3 separate regions of the Mus musculus genome follow, and regions 1 and 3 are each linked to region 2. Evidence: chromatin contacts called from public HiChIP or PLAC-seq data. All regions are on one chromosome and are shown on one strand. Each heading gives the region's core, a stretch centred on a gene start, on an enhancer-like site or on the middle of the called end of the contact. The rest is flanking DNA. Distances are from core to core; before and after follow the strand shown.

Region 1 (5,009 bases), core at 1,845-4,344, 240 kb after region 2:
CCAAAGAATATCATTTATCCTGCAGTTAGTAAAGCTTGTTTTATTTGTGAGACTAGGATATTTTTGGAAGTAGAGAAGTTAACTTTAAATATAATTGGGAAAAGTAAGCATAACAATTGTTAACAGGCAGGCTGGAGAGATGGCTCAGGGGCTAAGAGCACTTACTGCTCTTCCATAGGTCCTTAGTTCAATTCCCAGCAACCAAATGGTAGCATACAACCATCTGTAATGGTGATCCAATACCCTGTTCTGGTGTGTCTGAAGACAGCTATAGTGTACTCATGTAAATAAAATAAATAAATCTTATAAAAATTGTTAGTAGGCTTCTTATTAAAAAATAGAGAAGGATTCTTTCACCAGTAATAGGTAACTTTTACAGTGTATTGTGAGGTAAAGAAACTGGAATCCTCTGCAATTAACACTGTGGGAAGTTGCTGCGTAAATGTCGGTGACACTATGAAAATATTGTTTCGTATATACCTAGTGGTCTAGGGACATGCTATAGTCAACAAGAAGTCACTTACGGAAAAGACAGACTACTTGAAAATTGGTTCTGGCAACAGAGTGGTCATCTGAAACAAAACTAAATTGGATTCTAGCATACACCACTCAGGTCTAAACGACTGTCAGCTTTTCTTTATTGCTTCCTTTGTTAAAGAAGAATGGGAAATCCTATTTATTCAAAAAGTATTCAAATGCAAACGTCCTAAGATGGCAGATTGACACAATCTATTCTCTGAAAAAAATCTTCTCTTGTAGAACAAAACAATAAACAAAAGGCAGAGTGAGAAAATGTATTTATATTTTACATCATTGACAATGAGCTAATCTCCCAATTATATAAAGAATTATTAACAGTTTGTAAGAAGGGGAAAAAAGCAATGGATAAGCATTGCTTAGGTCTAGACACCTGTACAGCCCACACATGTATTTATATACTGAAATTAACACTGCCAAGCTTTGGTATGAGAGGGTGGGACCTTTGTGGAGTAATGAGGGCACGCAGATGAATTCCCCCATGCAGGACATCAGCAGTGTGACAAGAGGGGCTTCAGAGACCTACATGCCTTACCCCTCCACCATGGGGATATGGAGAGAAGGCTGCTGTCTCTGATACTGGCACGAGGACCTCACAGACGGGGTCTGCTGACATCTCCATCTAGGTCTTCCCAGACTTCAGGAGTGAGAGGAATAAATTTCTAGCTTCTTGGCCACTCTTCTGTTAGCCTTTTTGTTAAGGCAGCCTCATAGACTGAGAGGGCAAGCAATCGCACCAAATTGTTCACCTGGAGAGAAACATGAATGCCTTTTAAACTTGTGACAGAGTCTGCAGTGACACTGCAGTATTAAGGGAGAGCTACGGTGTTGGGAGAGACTAGAGTGTTGCTATGGGAGGTGTACAGCCCCAAGGGCGCCAAGGAGGGCAGGCTCCCTGAATAACATTAAGAGTGCATGTTCCCCACAACTCAGTAATTCCACATCTGATGATGTCTCTCATACAGGCACTCTTATAAGTGCGAAATGACATATAAGCAAGGCTATTTGTGCTGTGGCACTTTTAATATGATTTGAATGGAGTTAACAGTATCAGTACTTAAAGATTATGGTGGCATGTTACCATGCCAACGACTTAGAGCCACACTATGTGATGGTTAAAAAAGAAGAAGATACAGAGGGCCACAGTGATAATAAAGTATCTGTCATTTGTGAGGATTTGAGTTCAATCTTGAGTTGGATAGTGACACATGAAGGGGACAGTCGCAGGCTGAGCTCTAGATGACTGGCCAGCTGCTCTAACCTGGCCAGTTCCAGGCACAGAGAGATCTCATCTCAGAAAACCAAAGTGGATGGCACCGGAAAGTTGTCCTTCCACAGACACACACACACACACACACACACACACACACACACACACACACACACACATACACTCACACTCACTCACACACACACACACACACTCACACTCACTCACACACACACACACTCACTCACACTCTCTCTCTCACACACACACTCACTCACACACTCTCTCTCTCACACACACACACACACACACACACACACACACACACTCACACTCACTCTCACACATATTCTCTGTCTTTCTTGCTCACTTTCTCTCCCCCCCCCCCCCCTACAATGGAAAGGTAGTATCTTAATAGAGAAAGACACTAAGGAATATTTTTAGGTGAGAAAAAGCTCAAAACTCTGGTATGTTTTATGTTAGGAGGGGAAAAAAATAGCAATTTTCTTTGCCATCTTTGAAACAAATTTTCAAGAACACAAGAAGCTAAGAGACAGGATTCCTTGTAGTTGGGTGGTAGAAAGCACAAGAACTGGGCAAACCAGGAAAACCTGAAACTTTGTGCTACTTCTCCTTAGGACGTTTTACATTTTGAACTACCAAAATCTATTTCCATATAACAATAAATACATAACCAAACATTTTGTCCTTGGAAGAAGTTAGTGACCGGTGCTGGTAACTACACAGCCAAGTGTCTTGATCTTGGGAGAGAGGTTAGTGGCAGGTGGTGGCTCCCGCATACCTTCCCATCTCAGCAGACTTTCTGTCTCCTCTGGCTTTTAAAGATAACCAGAACCCTGGAGGCTCCGCGAGGAATGCCGACCCTCTGGAACCTTCTTTCTGATCTCACCGAGTGATAGACCGATCTCTCCACTGATTTTTTTTTTATTTTTTTATTTTAATGGCTAGATTCTTCCTGTAAATGAAGCATGCACTCCCGCTTCGTGGCGGGATCACTGCGATTTAAGTTTCTGTCTCCTAAAATGTCCGCTCTTACTCACAGTCCTGCTCGGATTAGAACTGTGGAAAACTATGGAACCCCGGGCCTGGCACGGAAGACTCAAGGCCGTAGAAAAGAATTAAAAACTAGACGATTACAACACAGAAGAGAAAAATAATTCACAATGACTAAGTAAGACTCAAAAGCAAGCTATCAGCACATCCGTGAAAGTGCAAAACTCCGGCCAGTGTCAGCCATATCGCTTTTGGCTCACTGACTTAGCAAATGTAGGCGTGAGCTGCTAGAGGGACACAGGGTGACAGAAAGCTTTTGTCTGCACGCTAAAACCCTCACCAGAACGGCCATCTTTCTTGCACACCGTGATTGCACACCGTGATTGAGCTGCGGGAAGCACTAAGGGCTGGTAGTTTTTACAGGAAGACCTTAGAATTTGCTCTCAGTCACGGACAGTCGGGGCTCTGGACATTCATACCTACATTGGCGGGGTCCCAGACAACACAGACAGTGTCACAGAAAGCCCACAGTAGCACATTTCAAAAGGAAAAAAAAAAAGTGACGTAAACACAAAGTGTCAGTAGGCTACTGAGAACGACTAGCTTTGCTGTGATCCGAGTTCTTTCTGAGTTAGCTAGTTATGAAATGAAAACCAATGCGCTGAAATGAACTGTTCTATGCTGCCGTACACACTAGAAAGCAGCAGCCACAAGTTAGACAACACCTTGATTAAAATAATTTTAAAATCCTTATATAAGGATATTAAAAGTAAGCACATTAAACTTTTTTTCTACTTTGCTTTTTAATTTTGTTTTTTTTTTTTTTTTGACTAAGAGAAATTATGATTGTGTGAATTTTATTTTCTTTTGTTTGTATGACTAAGCCATTCTTTCTGCATCGGAGATTAAAATTAAATTATATTTTGTCTCCCTCCATTCTTTGCTTATTAAAATACTGTGTTCTCTGTATTATTAATTTTCACATACATATGACTATCCCTGTTTTTTTTTTCTGTTTTTTGCATGGAGCATGAGAATTTAATTGTAAATTCTGGTTTATCATTATTATTAACTATAAATGATCCCTTAATTTTTTATTTTTGTTTTCAGGCTTTAGTAACTTGTATGTTAGCTCCAGAGATCTTTAAGTACTCAGCCAAGGTAGGTTATTGCGATTGTCCTGGAAGTGTTGCTCTGAGATGCCGGCTATAAATGCACTATATAGGATGGCAGTGGACAGATAACCCCCACTTTAAACCTTGGGAACAGCCTTGGTGTTATTAGAAGTTCTGTCTGTCTGTGACTACTGATCCCAGCCACGGCCAGGCATGACAAAGGTATTAACTGACCATACACCTTTTCAATACTTGGCATCTCTGATGGACAGTCTTAGTTCTAGGGTCCCCACCACCCTCACTATGATTTCTTGACACTGTTGTGACACATCTTCTTAAGGATCCTGGCACACACACTGTTCTGTGTGTAAATGTCACAGCCTGCAAAGGGGCTTTGTCTGTGGACCCCTGCTATGTCATTTCTCCCTTCTTTTTCACAAGTATTTCCCATAGCCGATCTTTTAGACATCTAATTCCTTTTGCTTTCTGGGTACACAGCAGGCAGCTAGAGAAGTTTGAGAAGATAGATGGTAAAAATGAAGTTACGTTAGGAGGCCAGAGTATTCTGTTCAATTGTCAATGAAGAGCCATTATTAAGTAGAACATGGATCATGGCTACTCAGCATAAGATGCTAATATAATTGCCAAAGCTTTCCCGGAGGTTGATTTGATCAAATGTCCTAGAGGAGGAAAGAGCTTTTACAAGTGTGATAATTGGGACTTTTGAAAGTTTCAAGAAGAATAAGGACAGTGAAGAGAGTTCTGTAGACGATGTAGAGGAATTCTGGGCAGTTAACAGCCATAGACTAGGTTTTAAAGCTGCAGTGTCTATTTGGGAACTTCCAGAGAGGACCTCATATCCTGAGATGCAAAAGCAACACAGCTGAGAAGTAATTTCAGGATTTAGTGACCTGAATGTTAGCTCCAGAGGTCTTTAAGTACTCAGATCGGGAACCCACTGAATGTAAAAATATCTTGTCTTTTCCTCATACAGTTCTATGGACATTAAACACGCATGCCGTTGCTTCAGTGAAAGAAAGAAATAACCAGGCATTTGAAGAAAATTTGACATTGATACCTAGAGACCCAAAGTATCACGACAGCTGTGGAGGTGGAGGTGGGCCACCCAGGGA
Region 2 (5,084 bases), core at 1,928-4,427:
GGGGTAGTGCCCGGTCACCGAGTAGTCAGCGCTCTCAGCCTTCCCAGAAGTGAGAGCACCTGGAGGCTCACTGTTCTCAAACACAGCACTCAGCTGACTCACAGTAGGAGAGACCGCTTCCGTCCGGGGGCTCAGGCTGTCCAAGGAATCACTGCTGCCTCTGTTGGACTTGGAGCCACCCCACTCATCCTGTGGTTCAGTCCCTCCACCTTTCTCTTTCTTTGGGGAATAGCGATGGTTTTGCCCTGACTCATGCACACTTCTCTCAAACATCTTTCGAGTCTCCGTGAACTTAGCATACGAAGGGCCATCATGCATTGTGTCAAATCTACTGATTCGTTCAGAGACAGAGGACTCCAACTTAACCACTGAGCCATCCGTTTTCTCCACAAACTCTTTGGGCTTCATTCTTCTCTGAGGGGACGAGGGCCTACCTTTCCCCCTGGTTTTGGCAATGATAGCAGCATTCTCGCTGGGTTCCATACCCATCTGCATAAATAGATTTTTAATTCTGTTGACATTGGAGCCATACTTTCTACCTCTGCTCTGCTGGGAGCCCTCACCTTCTTTCGTTTTCTGTTCCCCATCTGACTTGGGTTTGTCAAAAGTACTTTTCAGTGCCTGGAACTCTGTTCTGTACGCATTCCTGTGAGGAGAGGCACTTCTGAGAGTGGTCCGCTCCCCTGAAGATTCCGCCTTCAACATGTTTACTTCAAGGGTGAAAAGCCAATGCTCATAATGGTCACTGGGAAAAACAACCAAAAAGCCAAACAGACCTCTCTTCTCAATCCCCAGTGTCTGACCAGGCACAGGGCCGCTCAAATGGCACACTTGTCCCGTGACGATTCCAAAGGCTGTATTAGAAATGTATTCACAGTCAAGAGTTACACAAAATAGCTTTTTTCAAAGCAAGACTAGAGGTTCATCTGTAATAGAAAAGAATGAGTTTCTGAATTCATATGTTTATGTGAATTTCTCTTCAGTGAACTAGTCAACACTTAACACCTTGTTTTCTAAGTGTTTTCGCCACACATCAAGTCAATTACCTCGAAATGGGACTTTAAAGTTAAGAAGCTACGGAGTTATTCTAGTTTGTCCTTGGTAACAAACATAACTTGGAGATGCTTGCAAAACACACACACACACACACACACACGCACACACACACACACGCACATGCACACACCACTTGACACCACTTGACAATAATGCTTTAGACCAAGTTTGAGGTATTTCTGTGAATGAATTATGAAAGAACTCGACAACTCATTTACTTCTTTAAAAAAAAAAAATCAAAATGGCCACTTGATTTGGGAATTTTCCATAACCGTGCAGAACAGGGAAAAGTTTGGAGTCTAACGTTCCCAAACTCTAAAAATATGGCTACAGAGGCTTCTTCGATGGTTCTGAGTTAATAGCCTCATGTACACCATGCTCAAGTATCAGTTTCAGGACAAAACAGACAGAAGTAAGTTCTGGAAGGTCAATTAAGTTTTACTGTAAGTTTTTCTATGCATTGTTTGGAAGTTTCCTAGCCAAGAGGCTATTATTAACTAAGGAGTGGAGTCTCCTGGGAATAGATGCCTGAGAATGTGACAATCAGAAATCAGGTATGCCATGACACTTCCTTCCACAGTCCTGATTTGTCTACTCCTTCTGGCCCCTAACTTACTTCAAGATAGGAAGAAAAAAAAAAAAGTGAACGCCATGCATGTTTGCTGTCCTCCAGCCCACAGCTGGGTTTTCTACCAGGACGCCAGCAGCCCAACACTTCAGGCACTCAACGCAGTTCTAAACATTTTTTTTCTTATTATTCTGGTTTGTTTTGTTTTGTTTTAATGTTACACGGAACCACATCACGCTCACGCACCATCAGCTGAGAGAGCTTACACTTTCACTTAAATCAGCTCCAAAACTCGCTTCCTGGCCCAGCAGGCACGCATGCATGCATGCATGGCCCATGCAGGCAAACAAGAGAGGAGTGTGGTGCCTGTGGTTTGGGTTGGTTTTTGTTTTTGTTTTTTGTTTTTTGTTTTTGTTTTTTCCTTTATTTCTTTCTTTCCTTTTTGGAAAGCGTTGACAATGTCCTTTTTACCCATAAACACCCTCCCCTCTCCCCTAGCTGCACACCCCGCTCCCTCCCACCGCCAATTCAAGCACGAGGGGGCGGGGGCGGCGGGGGCGAAGGGGGCCGCCGGGGATTCAAAAACCTGCCCTCACAAAAGACAAACATAAATAACACCAACTTGAGAGGCAGCCGATTGATTTTCCCCAGCCCGGTTCGGGACGCCATCCCTCGGCCCCCGGGGCAGGGCCGGGAGAGCAGGTGACGCCAGGCGCTAAGGCAGGAGGAGGTCGCAGTCTAGCCTGGTGCCAAGAAGCACCTGAAGTCCTAACACATTGGCGGCGGCTCCGGGCCGCTGCCAGGCGGATCCCGGTCTGTGGCACCGGGGGAGAGACGAGCTCGCCGGCCACACTGGAGCGGAGGGAGAGCAAAGGCTAGGGTGACAATCACACGAATGCCTCTGCTTTTCCTCCCAGTGTGCCGGGGAAACAATAGATCCCGCAGAGGATCAAGCCTCCCTCCTCACCCTGGCGCTCCCGGACCGCAGTCCACCCCCACCCGCCCGCGGGTCCGCCTTTGTGCACGCCGCCGCGTCCCCGCGCTCCCGCCGCCCCGCCACCCGCACGCCGCCCCCTTACCGAGCGGCCCGGGCGGGAGGTCGGACTCCTTCGGCGCTCTTCCCCCCCGCCCCCCCGTGACCGTGCGGGGCTCGGCGCCGACCGTGTGCCCTCCGCCCGCTCGTCACGGCGCGGCGCGCGCGGCGGCCGCCTGCACTCGCGCCTCGGCCCCCCACGCGCGTCTTGCCCGCGCGGGGCGGCCCCGGGACGCGCGCTGCGCTCCCCCCACCCCCACCCCCCACCTCCACCCCAGCCATGGCGGCCCGGCCTGGGGACCCGACGCGCAAGCGGGCACCCTCGCCTGCGGCCTGGGATCGGGGACGCCGCTCGGCCCACGTGCGGGGCCCCCCACGCCGGGCCCTGAGGCCCGCGAGGCCCGATGGACTTAGGGATCAGGCCGCGGGGATGAGGAGGGCCCCGGGGTAACAGGTGCCTCACCTCGGCTGATGGGATTAACTCTAGGGCCGCAAAGAGAGGGAGCCCAGCAGCGAAATCCCAGGAGAGGGAGAGAGGGAGCCTCTGGCGGCCAACGAAGGGCGAAAGGCACCGGCCCGAGGCAAGGCCGCCCCACCCCCAAGACCGTGGGCGAGGGGGCTCTGGCACTTAGGGCAAGGCCTGTGCCTTCCAGATGCTGAGGACCCCACAGTCTGTGGTTAAGTCTGTGACCCCAGGCATCCAAGGCCTGGCCATGGCCTGGGCTGGCCTAGAAGGCCAAGACCTAGGCCCTAGTCTACTCTACTGTGGTGTCCACTGGGATGATCCAGCTGACCCTCAAGGCCACACTACTAGAAGGAAAGGGATGAAGAGGACTTTGGACTTTTCTTCTTGTATATCTTTTCTGTTCACACTCACTGGTTTTGCCCTGTTAAAAACTCTCACTACACCCTCTCCTCCCAAATAATGTGACAGGTTCCATACTCTTCTCCTTCATACAAAATGGACTTTGATGGTCAATATAGACCATTGATGTATCCAAAAGCCTTGTAGGGCACAGGTACCATTTTTGAAGAGTCAAAATTGTGTTTTTGCCACACGTATGTGAGGTGCACACATAATCCCAACACAGCCAAGACAGGAGAATTGAGTTTGTGGACACCCTATAATCCAGCCATTGTCTGGAGATACAGAAACAACAGCTGACCAATGGTGGCGCACGCCTTTAATCCCAGCAGAGAGGCAGAGGCAGATGAATCTTAGAGTTTGAGACCACCCTGGACAACAGAGTGAGTTCCAGGACAGCCAAGGCTATTCAGAGTAACCGAATCAGGAAAATAAAAATAAATATATAGTAGCAACAATAGCCTGAAATTGTGTGTGTGCATAGAAAAAGCTGCAAGATCGTGTAACCCTCTCAATACAGGCAATCTAGAAAGAGGCGAAAGTACTTAATATTCCATATAGCACTGAATGTTAGATTTAGAATTTCAGTAGCCATGGCAGGGGTCAGGCTACCGCCCTTCAGCCTGTCTGTTCAGTGCTGCCGCTCTTCAGCCTGTCTGTTCCCTAGTCATTTAGATTTTAAAATTCTCAACCTTTGCTTTAATGCAGAATTTTTAGAATTAGCTCGTAGGCTGCAGGATTGAGGCCTGTTAAAGGGTATTTTAGAGTAGATAGAGACACTTAGGGTACGATGAAGGCACACTCCAGAACACAGCTGGGCATTCTCTGAGGCTTTCTCTTTGTTTTCCTTCCAGTATATACCATTTCCGATATATATCATTCAGGCCAGTTTTGAAACTATTGTCTTCAAAGGATGAGCAAAGAACTTAAATGAGATACTGGGGTAATCCCACAGGCGTGCCCTCCAGGTTTCAATTGATACTGTAAAATTCTAGATCACCCTAATTTTGAAAGATAGGCTATCTTTACTGTAAACAAATTTCTTGGCCTGTCAAAATAGCTCAGCAGATAAGAGCACTGACTACTCTTCTTCCGAAGGTCCTGAGTTCAAATCCCAGCAACCGTATGGTGGCTCACAATCACCCGTAATAAAATCTGATGCCCTCTTTTGGTGTGTCTGAAGACAGCAACAGTGTACTTATCTATAATAATAAGTAAATCTTCTTTTAAAAAAAAGTTCTTGTTTGAGATTTCTAGAAAATGTCTAGAAAAAGAAATGAGGTACTTCCAAGGTCATTTGTGGCCTGTCCTTAAGCTTGGCTCATAGCTATTTTAACGTGTGTGTGTGTGTGTGTGTGTGTGTGTGTGTGTGTGTGTGTGTTCAACTTTTACAGCAAATGTCACTAATTGTGCTGGAAGTCTTGCCTCTCATTGGTAGAAGTGGACTCAGCTCTGGGATGAATATCTTCTTTTCCTTCCATGTTCCAGTAATTTCCCCCATCTTTATATTCTGCCCTAGAATTATCTTTGCAGATACATTCCAAGCCCTCCCCAACCCCAAT
Region 3 (5,062 bases), core at 349-2,848, 230 kb after region 2:
CCTCTGCCTCCCAAGTGCTGGGATTAAAGGCTTGCGCCACCACCACCACCACCCGGCCAGGTTTTGTTTGGGGTTCTCATATAAGGGGAAGATCTCTCTCTCTGTCTCTCTTTCTCTGTCTGTCTGTCTGTCTCTGTCTCTCTGTCTCTGTCTCTCTCTCTCTCTCTCTCTTTCTCTCCCTCTCTCTCTCTCTCTCTCTCTCTCTCTCTCTCTCTCTCTCTGTGTGTGTGTGTGTGTGTGTGTGTGTGTGTGTGTGTGTGTGAGGCTACAGATAGTTTTCCGTCTGCTTAAGACATACTAAGAAGCCAGAAATTGAATTTGCTGATAGAGAGAAAGAAATAAGAAATATTGAGGTGTGTGTTACAGATCTGTGTCTTGGGAGGTCACTGGTCAGCAGTGGGTTGTAAGGGACGAAGAACTACATCAGAGCTGTCAGAGGCTCCAAGGGAGACATGAAGGTGTAAACGAAGGGGACAGATTTAACGAAAGCTGAGAAACATCCCAGTGATTGCCTTTGGGAACGGAAAGAAACGTCAAGGGGGACTCGAAACTCTTCCTAGTCCAGGCAGGGAAATGGCCTTTTTTGGCATGAAGATAGCATGTTTAGTGAATAAAGGTAGTGATATGCCTTCAAAGCTGTTATAACGTACCAGTGATGATTGTACGATATGATGATGTATATAGACATATGTGTATGCACAGATCCATACCGGTTTTATGATCTAGACCTAGTTTGAGATTGTACACATCAGTAATTTAATTGCTGGCATCACTGTGTTTATATCTTTATCCACTGTTATTAGCCGTGTGATTTTCAAACTTTAAGGCTATTTTCACGTATAAGAAAATAGAAAAACTAATAAGACCTATGTTTTAGAATCATGAGGGAGTTTTGTTATGGCATATGGTAAGAATTTCATGGACATTATCAGAGATTGCTATTTGTCTTCCTTGGTCTTCAGTTCTCTCATGTATGTGCATAGCTCAATGCCCCACAGGGTGCAAAACCTGAGCCCGTTATCTGAGTGATACCTCTCCGAGCAGATTTCTATCTTAATGTGTCTTGGTCTCTGATTACCAGTGTGCAAACACATTTTTACTCAATAATGTTAATCATTTCTAGGAACTTGCCACACCAGACTCAGATCCCTCAACCGCAGACTACAGGTGAGTACTAAGATGCTAATTCAGTGTTTATGGATGAGCTAATATAGTAAAAGATTGTCATAGCACTCTATAATTGATGACACTTTTGTCTTCATCACGGGAGGCAAAACAGTTGTATCATTCCTTAATTAGACTGAGGAGCTCAGAAGAGTGGCTTAGACTTTTGCATCAATGGGCCTCAGAACGACAAACAAATGGTAAATGATCTTAAAGCAGCAGTGTCCTTCCGTGGAGGTCTTGTCTAATTAAGAAAGATGCATTCCACTCCCTTTCTACATGGGAACTCCTTATTCTTCCCCTTGGTATAAAAGATTTTTAGCTTGGGTGGGTCCAGGATTTGTCTCAGTAAGTGATCAGGTTGAAACTGACTCTCACAAAGGGCAACCATTGTGACTAATTGCTGAGCCTTCAGGGCGATCAATGAGAAATGGTTGGCCTGTTTTAAAGCTGCTTTAAAAAGCCATTAGAATATGACCAGTGAGGACAAGATGATGGGCAAGTCTCCCTGGCTGTTCTCTTTCCCCAAGCCATGCTTTCTTTAAGTTCATTTCTTTCAAGTGTCCCTAAAAAATCTCCACAGCCAATTATTTCATTCATTCTTAACTTATTCACAATTGTCTACTAATTAGTGGTTGGTTCCTAGTTCTAATTGCCAGGCAACCAGTAATGCCTTTGTTCCTCTTTTGGAAAGCAAGAGAAGTTCTAAAAATGTAAGTTGAGTGTGGAATTCTAAGTATGAATAGTGGCTTTGTGGTGGGAAAAGCCATTAAGTGAGTCTCAAAAAAAAAAAAAATGCCAGCCACATTAGAAATGTATTGGATGTTTTCATTCAGAGTTATCTCCTCTATTACTGCTCTCGGGAATTTAAGGAGATTTTCGTTTGACAACTTTTCAAAGATTTGAGGCAAGTATAATAAAGTTTTTCATCAGATTTTAATTATAAGATGATGTTTATCAGAATTGTTCCTAGGGTTTTGATTGCTTCATTTAATTAAATGCTAATATGATTCAAGTAGACCATTCAATATATTGATGGGTGGTGTGCGTCTGTAAACATCCAGGGGATTGATGACGAAACAAACTTAGTTATAAATATTCGTCACTGAAAGAGGAAAACATTCAAGTTCTTACTTCTAATTTCATGGCTATCTTTTTAAAGAGAAAAAAAAATTAAAGGAACACGACTGTAACCAAACTGATAGAGCACCTTTCTCTCTAACCAAGGAAGTCTGTCTCTCCTGAGATGTCAGCTTTCTGACTCTTGTTCACTTGTGGCGTGCAATGAGTAGAAATCACAAAATTTCTAGGAAAGTTATAAACATTTTTTCGAGACTTGTGAAAAGCTAGATTTTTTTCACTCTCTGCCTCCTAGGAGAATAGAGATCTTGAATAGGTGCTGTTGGAGATAGTATCAGTAGATAATGGGACTTGTTTGATATGTTGGGGTGCTGTGCTCAGCACTGGGCAGCTTTCCTTGTCGGGAGCAGCACATGGGCAGAGCTGGGTACACTGATGAAGAAGGGCTTCCTTCCCCTTGGAGGTCTTTTGGCTGCTCAACCTCATTTTTTCCAATATTTTTCTAAAAAGATTTTTGGGAAAGTAGCATTTCGATGGAAAGAGTTCCTCCTTCTGGTTAGGGCGGACCTCGTACTCTCTTGTTTTCTGCACGTTGATGCGTGTTACAGACCAGACGGTAGGATCTTCTCGTGGGTGCTTTGCTGTTACTGTTTTCTCAGTGAGCCTCTCAAGGATCTGTGTGCAGAAGGGAGCGAGACCACCCTAGCACTGGGTGCTAACTAGGAGAGATGGTTCTTTCTGCCTCCCAAACATTTAAAGCATTAAAGGTGTTAGGCCTCCTGGGGAGGGAGCTGAGGGCCAGTTGCAGCCTTTATTCCTCCTCTAGTCATTTACATTAAGATATTGTTTTTTTTAATTAATTTATTTTATTAGATATTTTCTTTATATACATTTCCAATGCTATCCCAAAAGTTCCCTAGACCACCCCCCCGCCCGCTCCTCTACCCACCTACTCCCACTTCTTGGCCCTGGCGTTCCCCTGTACTGAGGCATATAAAGTTTGCAAAACCAAGGGGCCTCTCTTCCCAGTGATGGCCGACTAGGCCATCTTCTGCTACATATACAGGTAGAGATACAAGCTCTGGGGGTACTGGTTAGTTCATATTGTTGTTCCACCTATCAGGTTGCAGACCCCTTCAGCGCCTTGGGTACTTACTAGAGAGCTTCTCCAATGGGAGCCCTGTGTTCCATCTTATAGATGACTGTGAGCATCCACTTCTGTATTTGCCAGGCACTGGCATAGCCTCATATGAGACAGCTATACCAGGGTCCCTTCAGCAAAATCTTCTGAGCTTCCAGTTTATTCTGTTGCATCTGCAAGGCCCATTGTGTGTTTTTAAGAGTACCTTTGAGCTGCCCTGCTTGTCCCCCTCTTCATCTCAGCTCGGGGTGGAGGGGATGATCTGTGCATGATTGTTGTGAAACAGCAATGGGCTTTTTATTTAGAAGGGGCATGGGGACCCACAGGTCAACTCTTGGAGAGCAAGTCATTCTATTCTTAGCTGCCTATATGGACTTTATCAGCTGAAAGTTGATTTGCAGCCTGTTTGGCGCAGTTAGCTATTTTCTTTTAAATTTCCATCGAAAGTTTACAAGTGAACTAGCTGGTGATGCTGTATTGCTGGGCCTGAGCACTGGCTGGGATAATAGAGCAGTTAAGGGCAGATAATAGCACTAACGTCTGTACTAAGTCCAAGGCTTGATGCTCTTTCATGGTCTCCATCCTCTCTGCCCTTCCAACGCATGTGGTAGTTTTGAAGCCACCATTAAAAGGTACAGTCATACATCCCGCAGTCAACCTCATTCTGCTTGTTTATTGTGAGAGAAGTTTGCAGGCTTTATGAGAATATAAAATAGGTTCAGGAAAAGGAGTACTAATTTAATATTAATCCCTTCCTTTCTTTCTCCTTTTAAAACCAAGCACAGAAAAATAATGCAGAATAATTATTTTAAACTAAGATGGTAGAAAAGTTCTCCTTGCAATCTAAATTTCATATATGAGTATATGACATACATATATATGTATGTGTCCTATATGATACATATGATATGATACATACATGTACATGTCTTATGTACAGCATAAAACAGAAGTGAGTCTGTTTAGACCAAACCAAAGGAAAGGAGAATTAAAATAAATAAGGTGATAAATACAAATATGAGCAAAATCCAAGATATACATGTGTTGAGACATACCACCTCCTTTTTGTATGGTAACTACAAAATTTAGTAATAATACTATATAAACATTGTATACATTTTTAAAAGAGAGTCTGTCTTGTAACAAGTCTTATGTTCAAGAGCTAAACGTGCCATAGCCTGCCTAACTCACGTTCATGTTGTCATCCCGGTTACAGGTAAATGGTATCCCTGAAGAAAGAAAGCTGACAGAAGCAATGAGTTTATAATCAGCACTGCTGCAGCCGTGTCTCACCCCTTTCCCTTCCAATAATGCATGAGCTTTCCTGACATCGGTTACGCATGCCCACTGTGTTGAGAACCAAATACCGTGACACATCTCTCACTTACTAATGCATTTTTTTTGTACTTAAAGCATTTTTGAAAATTTATAAGACATCAACGACTTTATATTTGTTACAATAAAAAGTAAACTTTAAAATAAATATTAATGGAGCCTAATGTGTGGTAAAATTTCTTTCAGAAATGTATTTGATTGCTTCCTGTGTGGTAGAAATTTGTTAGTCGCTAGGAGTGGGGTCAGTCAACAGGATTTTTTATTAAGTGCTTCTTATGAATTGTGTTCCATCGAAAGTTTACAAGTGAACTAGCTGGTGATGCTGTATTGCTGGGCCTGAGC

The links. HiChIP or PLAC-seq counts read pairs in DNA pulled down with a chosen protein or histone mark.
Region 1: an H3K4me3 HiChIP or PLAC-seq map of embryonic stem cells shows a contact between it and region 2, with 18 read pairs. The contact joins the enhancer-like site here to the promoter of Ppp1r9a in region 2. A contact is called at or near these places in 9 of 39 promoter capture datasets (cranial neural crest, embryonic stem cells, hippocampal neurons and 4 more), 14 of 484 Hi-C or Micro-C datasets (the N1E-115 cell line, differentiating embryonic stem cells and embryonic stem cells), 13 of 115 datasets of contacts at active chromatin or transcription factors (embryonic forebrain, embryonic stem cells, extraembryonic endoderm stem cells and 3 more) and 2 of 9 other capture datasets (adipose tissue and embryonic stem cells).
Region 3: an H3K27ac HiChIP or PLAC-seq map of embryonic stem cells shows a contact between it and region 2, with 7 read pairs. The contact joins the enhancer-like site here to the promoter of Ppp1r9a in region 2. A contact is called at or near these places in 1 of 39 promoter capture datasets (neural stem cells), 2 of 484 Hi-C or Micro-C datasets (the N1E-115 cell line and embryonic stem cells) and 7 of 115 datasets of contacts at active chromatin or transcription factors (embryonic forebrain, embryonic stem cells, extraembryonic endoderm stem cells and 2 more).

Annotation. Positions count from the first base shown.
Region 1 is chr6:4,657,141-4,662,149 of GRCm38.p6, reverse strand. It overlaps Gm38761 (a long non-coding RNA gene), which reads right to left. Exons shown (of 2, transcript XR_868766.2): 2 at 780-1,286. Among named protein-coding and RNA genes, the nearest start is that of Gm38761, 5.1 kb to the right of the region's middle. Within about 2 kb of position 3,094, at least 5 of the 459 cell types and tissues checked have an H3K27ac peak or open chromatin away from gene starts, as enhancers often do. A contact at or near this core is called in differentiating embryonic stem cells and embryonic stem cells, where this site is marked.
Region 2 is chr6:4,901,068-4,906,151 of GRCm38.p6, reverse strand. It overlaps Ppp1r9a (protein phosphatase 1, regulatory subunit 9A), which reads right to left and starts at 3,177. Exons shown (of 16, transcript NM_001363809.1): 1 at 3,121-3,177; 2 at 1-926. The coding sequence starts at 705. Gmfg-ps (glia maturation factor gamma-like) reads left to right here and starts at 2,938. Exons shown (of 5, transcript XM_030255708.1): 1 at 2,938-3,104. The coding sequence starts at 2,938.
Region 3 is chr6:4,674,172-4,679,233 of GRCm38.p6, reverse strand. It overlaps Sgce (sarcoglycan, epsilon), which reads left to right. Exons shown (of 11, transcript NM_011360.3): 10 at 1,124-1,167; 11 at 4,602-4,884. The coding sequence ends at 4,618. Among named protein-coding and RNA genes, the nearest start is that of Gm38761, 22 kb to the right of the region's middle. Within about 2 kb of position 1,598, at least 9 of the 459 cell types and tissues checked have an H3K27ac peak or open chromatin away from gene starts, as enhancers often do. A contact at or near this core is called in embryonic stem cells, where this site is marked.